Regions from separate parts of the Mus musculus genome. Here regions 1 and 2 are each linked to region 3. A link is a contact called in public promoter capture Hi-C data. All regions are on one chromosome and are shown on one strand. Each heading gives the region's core, a stretch centred on a gene start, on an enhancer-like site or on the middle of the called end of the contact. The rest is flanking DNA. Distances are from core to core; before and after follow the strand shown. Region 1 holds the start of Angptl8 (angiopoietin-like 8). Region 2 holds the start of Swsap1 (SWIM type zinc finger 7 associated protein 1). Region 3 holds the start of Atg4d (autophagy related 4D, cysteine peptidase).

Evidence for each region. Promoter capture Hi-C pulls out the DNA fragments that hold promoters and counts their contacts.
Region 1: a contact with region 3 is called in a promoter capture Hi-C map of liver, with 3 times the contacts expected there. The contact joins the promoter of Angptl8 here to the promoter of Atg4d in region 3. A contact is called at or near these places in 2 of 39 promoter capture datasets (both in liver), 2 of 484 Hi-C or Micro-C datasets (embryonic stem cells and liver) and 1 of 9 other capture datasets (embryonic stem cells).
Region 2: a promoter capture Hi-C map of erythroid cells shows a contact between it and region 3, with 19 times the contacts expected there. The contact joins the promoter of Swsap1 here to the promoter of Atg4d in region 3. A contact is called at or near these places in 2 of 39 promoter capture datasets (erythroid cells and liver) and 1 of 9 other capture datasets (liver).

The regions. Positions count from the first base shown.
Region 1 is chr9:21,834,229-21,836,928 of GRCm38.p6, reverse strand. Angptl8 (angiopoietin-like 8) reads right to left here and starts at 1,419. Exons shown (of 4, transcript NM_001080940.1): 1 at 1,115-1,419; 2 at 852-1,013; 3 at 1-86. The coding sequence starts at 1,411. All of the region lies in intron 14 of Dock6 (dedicator of cytokinesis 6), which reads left to right.
Region 2 is chr9:21,954,427-21,957,126 of GRCm38.p6, reverse strand. Swsap1 (SWIM type zinc finger 7 associated protein 1) reads right to left here and starts at 1,374. Exons shown (of 2, transcript NM_025870.1): 1 at 1,123-1,374; 2 at 1-450. The coding sequence starts at 1,365. It overlaps Gm45914 (predicted gene, 45914), which reads left to right and starts at 1,121. Exons shown (of 1, transcript NR_132099.1): 1 at 1,121-1,843.
Region 3 is chr9:21,264,027-21,266,726 of GRCm38.p6, reverse strand. It overlaps Atg4d (autophagy related 4D, cysteine peptidase), which reads right to left and starts at 1,442. Exons shown (of 10, transcript NM_153583.10): 1 at 1,010-1,442. The coding sequence starts at 1,244.

The DNA of each region.
Region 1 (2,700 bases), core at 170-2,669, 570 kb before region 3:
TGTTGCTGCTCTGCCATCTCCCGCTGCTGTCGCTGCACGTGGCCAGTGAGAGCCCATAAGAGGTGGCTCTGCTTATCAGCTCGAGCCTGTGGGGTAGTATATAAACCTTAGCTGGGAGATCTGGGTCACCTCCCATCTCCTGACCACTGCAAGTTTCTCTGTTACCATCCATGGGGCCCAGCAAATGTCCAAGACCCTCTGGCCTCAGTTTCCCTGTTTGTAAAGTATATCTAAAATGGGACTTGCTCTGTATAGTTTGTAGATGCACATCAAACAATATTGATTGGTTTCTTGATACATAGCACCAGGACTGCGTGGGTCCTGGGAATCCATCTCAGGTCATGGGCTTGGCAGCCTTTACCTGCTGAACTAACTACCTTGTTGGTCCCTTACTCATTCATTCATTTACATATTTTGAGACAGGGCTTCATGTACCCCAAGCTTAACCCGGATGTCTACCTAGCCAGAAATCACCTTGGACTCCACACACACACACACCCACACACACCCACACACACACACACACACACACACACACACACCTGCCTTTATTCCCAGTGCTAGGATTGTTCTTTCTCTTGTTCTCTTTGAGACAAGGTATCACCATGTAGTCAGCTGGCCTAACTTTGTAGCCAAGGCTGCCTTTAACCTTCTATTTCTCCTGCCCCTGCCTCTGGAGTTCTAGAACCACAGCTGTGCCTGCTTCTTGCCCTTACTTGCAAAGGTCACTTCCAGAAGGTCACTGAGGCTGGAACCCCATATACAACTGGAGGGTCCTCTAGCCCAGGATTCAGTGGTGGCCTCTTTCTGAGAAGCAGGCTATACCCCTCTCAGACCTGGGAGTCCCTTACCTTTAAGGTCTCAAATTCTTGGTGGGCTTGACCGAGCCAGGCGCCTCTCAGCTGCACTTGTAGTCTCCGTACAGTGTCCCGCAGAGCCTGCTGGGCCCGGGCCACTTCCCCCAGTGATCGGGCTGTGGCTTCAGCTCGAAGGTGTAAAGCGTCCTCTTCCACCTGCTCAAGGATGGTGTGTCATCAGGGTATGTTTCCTCTGTTCTGGGTTTACCATTTCCTCAGACTCTTACCTGCCACCAACACCCAGCTCCAGTGCTCACCTGAATCTCCGACAGGCTGGTGCGAAGCTCCTGTGTGGCATCCTGGCCCTGCCTGACTTCTGTCCCCAGGAATTCCAGTGCTCTGTCATAGAGGCCCAGGCTGTGCCCAGCTTCTGTCAGGCGAGCCTCTGTGGCTCTGTACACGCCATTGAGGGCCTGGCCTAGCTGCAGGGCCCCGTGAAAGAGCAGGGTCAGCTCTTCATATTGAGCTGGCTCTGGACCACCCAGAGGGGCCACTGGAGCGGGTCGCACTGCTGATGCTAAGGTCCACAGGAGGCAGAGAGCAAGCACAGCCATGGCTGACAGTTTCGTGGGTGTGGTTCCCGGGCCGCTGCGGCTGCCTTTTATTTCCATAGGCTGCCATTGACCCCCCTGGTCAATGGTTAACCGGCCATGGTTGCACAAGGGCCTGGCGGAGGCTCAGCCATTGCATCAGACTGATGGCTAAGCAGGCCATGCTGATATCACGCTGCTAGAACTCAGGGCCAGCTGTGTGTGGGGGTTGGAGGTAGTGGGCAAGCTCAGACCAGAGCTCTCAGCGCCAGTGTCTGTATGAGCATATCACTGCCTTGAGCCTCAGTTTCCCATCTAAGTGTAGAACGTGGCTCCCTTCACATCCAACACAGCAGGCCCAGTATTGCTGGGCCACCCAAAGGGCCATCCAGGGGCTCCAGCCTTGTCTCCTTCCTGCAGACAGCTAATGCAGGGGTCACTGGGTGTGGCCAATAGCTGTGGAGGAGGGGCGAAAAAGTGACATGACAGACATCCTCCTTCTGAGATCATGGAGCCTGACTCCCCGCATGGTTTATGATCTGTGCTAACTTCGATTTAACTTCCTAGAACACACAGGGCAAGTACTGCAACCCATTTTCTCTACCTAGGCGTCCCACAAGTAGTACTAAGCATTTGTTGAACATCCACTTTGCGCACTCAAAGGAACAGCCTTGCTTCCCTTGCAAATAGAACGTTACACTCTGAGGTTGCGGTAGGAGGAACATGAGTTCAAGGCCAGCCTGGGCTACAGAACTAGATCCTCTCTTATGGCAAGAAAACAAGAGCTGAGGTGATGCTCAGAGGTAGAAGGCTTTCGGGGCACTCAGCATTCCATCGCTAGCACCACAGAAAATGGCCGTGAAGTTAGTCATTCGCGATGAGCTTGACACCGAGAGTCACAGGACTCTGTCACAGAGACCCACTCACTGTTCTGTGTGGAGACTCGCTGTTACTGGTTGTTGGTACAGAGCTTCAGAGGCTGAGCTAGCAGGCCAGATGCCTCCATCACACAGCTTAAGGGGGCCTACAGGGTTGGGGCTTGTGCACTTACAGCTGGGGAGAAGAGGCAAGACCAGGTTCCGGTTCTCTTTGTATCTGAAAGACAGACCCTATAGATAACTCCAGGGAGCCAATAAGGTGGTAGTGTGGGCTGCGGGAGGCCAGTCTGCCACCTGGCTACTGGTGGGACCACCTTATGTTTTTAATTATTTATTTATTGTTGGGGGGCAGGGTTGAACAGAGATGTCCAAAGAGGCCAGAGGCATCAGGTCCCCCTGGAGCTGACTGAAGTGGGTGCTGTGAACTGAACTTGG
Region 2 (2,700 bases), core at 125-2,624, 690 kb before region 3:
GGCAAGCCATGGGGTGACCTTCATCTCTCCACAGGGTAAGAAACTCACTGACCACTCTGTCCTAGGGCTCAGTTTGCCCAACTCTAGGCTGGCTCGAAGGCAGCAATGCTGTCCCAAGCCTAGGGCATCTGGCTGCAACCAGCACTGTGCAGGAAAATATCGCTTAAGTAATGGCAGATGTGGGGCATCGGCCTCTGCTTCTTTCTGGGTTTCAAGGGCCACAACAAGCCCACAACTGCCATTGGCTCCAAGACGGTGGCTAAAGAAGGCAGCAGTATCCAGAAGCAATGCAGCCAAGTAGGCGGCTTCCTGGGCACTGGGATCCTCTGCGAGATATTCTTCCAGGCCGTCCAGGAGTAGAAGGGATGGGGTCGGTGCTGGGGCCTCATGGGCAGAGGCCAGCAGCTGGAGAAGCTCTTGAATTGAGGATGGGTACTGGAAACGAACCTTCTAGAAGATAGGAAAAGGCTAGACTTAATATAGGAGGTCAAAACTCCCTATTATGGCTACCTCACTTCTATACTTTCCGGTCTAGGCTCTCATGGTCCATATATAAAGTTCCAGGATGAAGCACCAGCTCAAATACTTCACCCTTGTCACCTGCCCTTCTCCAGCAGTTGTCACTGCTCAAGATTATTTAAGGAAAAAACATTTTTTTTCTTTAATACAGGGCCTCATGTGACCCAGGATGATCGCAAACGCGTTTTGTAGCCAAGGATGGCCTGACACTTCTGAGAACTGAATCCCAGGCATATATTATCAAGTCTGGTTAAAGGGATAGAAAGAACCCAGGGCTTCGCGCATGTTAGGTAAATTCTCTGTTCAGTTAATCCCAGTCCGTATTTTTTTGTTGTTGTTTTTGGTGGTTTGTTTTGGTTTGTCACCCATGCTCACCAATGCCGCCCGACCACAGGACGGTCTTTCACTTCATCTTAACTAAACCCGCACTGTCCCGTCCCACGACCCTACTCCGCCTCTTCCACCCACCACTTCCACAGACGCTTTATGACGATTTAGTTGTGAATCTACGATTCACGCTGCCATTTGCCTATCGAACTGTCACTCAGGCGCGAACTAGCCCGCCATTGGGTAACGCATTGCCAGGTCCAGCCCTCCGTTTACCTGGAGCCGCCAATGCTCTCGCGCTGTGGGTGTACTGAGCGGCAGGCTCTGAAGGGGCCTTCGCGTCACGAAGAGGACGGACCCGCGGCCTTCCCCTGCCGCCTCAAGGGCGGCTGCAAACAGCAGCGACGTCTGCGCAGAGCGCGGAGCGCCGAGCAACAGCAATGGCGGCCCGGCAGCGCCATCCTCTCCTGGCCTTGCCGCGCAGCCGGCATTCAGCACCCGCCTCAGCGCCTCCGCCATTTGCTGAGTGCCGCTGACCAATCAAAAGCGATATCTCATCTTGGGCCCGCCCACACAGAGGCCTCATTGGCTATAGTTCACAGACTAAGTTCGTCGCTGGAGCTGTCAGCCAATGATCAAAACACGGAGCGTGGAGGAAGTGGGTACTTTGAGGGAATTGCTGCAAGAAGCCGTGTGATCGATTAAAAGGAAAGGAAGGTCGAGGGTCCAAACGTGCTCCAAAGAGACGCCCAGGCTCTAGGTCGGAGCTGTAGAGAATGGCTCAGTCGTTACGAGCACTGGCTGCTCCTCCAAAAGACCCGGGTTCAGTTCCCACCATCTACTAGGTGATTCACAGCCATGCACAAGTACAGTGTGAGGGAATCCGACGCCCTCTTCTGGACTCCGCGGACACGTGGCACCCATATATTTATGGCCCCGCGCTTATACACACACTCATGTAAAAATAAATCTAAACATTAAAAAAAGTAGAAGCCGGTCGGTGGTGTCGCGCACCTTTAATTCCAGTACTTGAGTGGCAGAGGCAGGTGAATCTCTTAAGATCAAGGCCAGTCTAGAGAAACCGTCTCAAAAAAAAAAAAAAAAAAAAGTAGGTTCCCTTAGATATATATTGAGGTTTGCAACCAGCCTGAGTTACATGAGCACCTATCTTTAAAAATAATAATAATGATGATGATAACCAGACTTTTAGCTTGCCCACCTGCAAAATGAATATTGTGATTCCATGTGATCATTGTAATGCGTTGGTGTGAACAATTGCTGATGTCACCGAAGCAAAGTTCACAGAGACCTGTTTGCTTGTCTCTGCATAGTTGAATATGGGGAATTTTATTTTTTGGTAGGGTCCCAGACATTTTAGCCTGTGCCACTATGATAAGTTAATACAAGGCTGGGGGTGAAATTCGGGGTTTTGTCCATGCTGAGCAGGCACTCTGCCCTCCATGGGGGGAGGGGTGATTACATTTATTTAGTTGGTGTGAGTGTGTATATACTCCCATTGACACAGAGTGCATGCACTCTGAGGACAACTTCTGGGATGGGATGCAGTTCTTTCTACCCCACCATGTGTGTCCCCTGGATGACAGATTTTTAAAAAAAGATTTATTTATTTATTTTATGTATATGAGTGCTCTGTCTTCATGTACACCTACATGACAGAAGAGATCATCAGATTCCATTGTAGATGGTTGTGAGCCACCATGTGGTTGCTGGGAATTGAACTCAGGACCTCTGGAAGAGCAGTCAGTGTTTTTTAACCGCTGAGCCATCTCGCCAGCCCCTGGATGACAGATCTTCAGGGCTGGTGGCAAGAGTCCTCTAAGCCATCTCACTGGC
Region 3 (2,700 bases), core at 193-2,692:
GGAGTAGCTCGCAGCAATTTAAAGCACTCAAGTATCAGCAATGGGTCTTCCATTCCCCAGTGTTGAACTGGGCCTGATCCTAGCTGAGATGTCAGGGCGGCGGCTCTGCAAAATCCATGCCACACCACATCTGTCTGGAACACAGGTGGGACTTAGTCACATCTTCATAAGGACCCACTATCAACCCAGGGCCGTTCTATTCTGACTGTTGGGTTTTGCTGTAAATCTATAAAGCACATTTTTATTTTGTGTATGTGAGCTTGTGTATATATGTGGACAAGCAAGCACCACAGTTTGGGTCTGGAGTATAGAACATTGACAGGAGTGGGGGCTCTCCTTCCACCATTGGGGTCCAGGCTGGAGCTGAGGTCCTTAAGCTTGGTGACAAATGCCTTTAACTACTGCGGCATCTCACTAGCCTTTTTCCAATTTTTTTTTAAAATATCCACTGGTGTTTTGCCTGCATGTATACCTGTGTGAGGGTGTTAGATCCCATGAAACTGGAGTTACAGACAATTGTGAATTGCCATGTGGGTGCTGGTAATTGTTCCTCTGGAGGAACAGCCAAGGCTGCTGAGCAGTCTCTCCAGCCCCCTGTTTTCCGATTTTTTGAGACCCAGTCTCATGAGGAGCTCAAGTCAGCCTGGAACTTATTATATAGTCCAGGATAGCCTAGAACTCTTGGTAAACCTCCTGCCTCAGCATCCCAAGTGCTGGGATTACAGGTGTGAACCAACATCTATTAACTCTGTTCATACTATTGCACCTATGTTACAGAGGGCAGTAAACAGACCGCAGGAAAGCAAGGTATTTGGCCAAGGTCAAACAGGTGCAATGGGCGGAGCTTGAAAACCTTTCCCATTTAACCTGCCCCACGTCCAGGACTGGGAAGGGCGGAGGACCTGCTTGTGACTCCTCCTGGATGGGCTCATCCACAGGACAGGGTAAAGGTTTGGTTTCTTTTGCTCTGACCCCTCTGACACCCTTGACCAGTGCACCCCCTCCTCACCATACTTGACGTTGTTCCAGGCTGTCAGGAACTTGGCTTTGAACTTGTCCACCTCGTCGGGCTCGGCGGGGTCTGTCCCAGATGAACCGAGAGCTGCCACTCCGGACCCCGAAGGTCCCAGGTTGCTAGGATCCGGGATACGGGTTTGTCCCCTCGGCCGGCGACAATCGGCCCGGCGCGCGTCCTCCGAGCTCCCGCTGCGGTACTGCGCCGCAGCCGGCGACACGGAGTTCATGGACCCGCCGGAGAGGAAGGACGCAGGTGTCCCCGAGGTCCGGGGAACTGCGAACGCTCGGGAGCAGCCCCGCGGCCAGCACAGTGTTACTCTATACTCAGAGCCGGGCTCCCGGGTCCGGCTCTGGCCGCAGCGGATACCCGGGCTCCCACAGCCAGCGCCATCTTGGTGGCCCAGAGCACCCGGATACGGTGGGCTTGGCTAGCGAGCAAGCCACGCCCCTGTACAGTCCGCCTCCCTTGGACTCACCACACCCTCCTAATCTCACCGCGCAGGCGCAAGCGCGTCCCTGGGGGCCCTTATCTCAGACCAATGGGTCAGAGCCGGAGAAGCCACGCCCATTTACAGCCCTTTCTCAAGCCTTGCACACCCTTGTTCTGAATGACATCTCAAGCTGCGGACGCCGGACCTTCTCTCGCTCAAAAGTGCAGATTTCCCCGCCCTGCCACTCAAATTCCACTGCATTGAAGGTCCCATGTTCTGGGTGCGATACATGGGGCTTGTCGTGCCTGTGGAGATCTCGTAAGAGCCAACTCAGGTTCCTAGACAGCCAGCACCTTTATCGCATCTTTATCCGCTGAGCCATCTGAAGGGCCTTTCCAATGTTTTGAGACAAGCTCTCACTTAGACCTGACTCTCCTAAGGAGAATACATTCCGACTATTCAAGTCCTGCTTAGGCACACGAGCTCCGTTCACGCCCAGAACACATGCCCCGACCTGCAGTGAAATTGGAGAGCCCAGGCAGAGAACCCACCCTGGAGCTCAGGCTGGCCTCCAACTCATGGCTGCCCGCCTGCGTCAGCTTCTTTAGTGCTGGGGTACTCAAAGACTGAGCACACTGGCGATGGAGCTGAGTTGGTAGAGGGCCTAGCACACGTGAGGCCCTGTGTTCTATTCCCTGAAACCCAGAAACTGAGTGTAGTGGTGCATGAAACCCAAGTCTCTGAGGCAAAGGCAGGGGCACAGGCCCCTCCTCTGTTGTGCAAGGCGTTTGAAACCAGCCTGAGCTTCATGAGAACGAAAGAGACTGTGAACACAACAGAGTTTATCAACCCAGAACAGATGTCACCCTGGGGATGTGACTATCCCTGACCCATTGGTGCCCCATTGGTCATGATTCTCAGTGCCTCAGTTTTCTCCTGAGCAAAATTTGAGGGAGTTATCTGTAAGACTATAAAAGGAAAACGAGGGCTGGTGAGATGGCTCAGTGGGTAAGAGCACCCAACTGCTCTTCCGAAGGTCCAGAGTTCAAATCCCAGCAACCACATGGTGGCTCACAACCATCCGTAACGAGATCTGACTCCCTCTTCTGGAGTGTCTGAAGACAGCTATAATGTACTTCCATATAATAAGTAAATAAATTAAAAAAAAAAAAAAGGAAAACGATTTTGGCATTTTTTTTAGTGAATCTTTTTTATTTATTTATTTATTTTATTTTTATGAGAACGCTGTCGC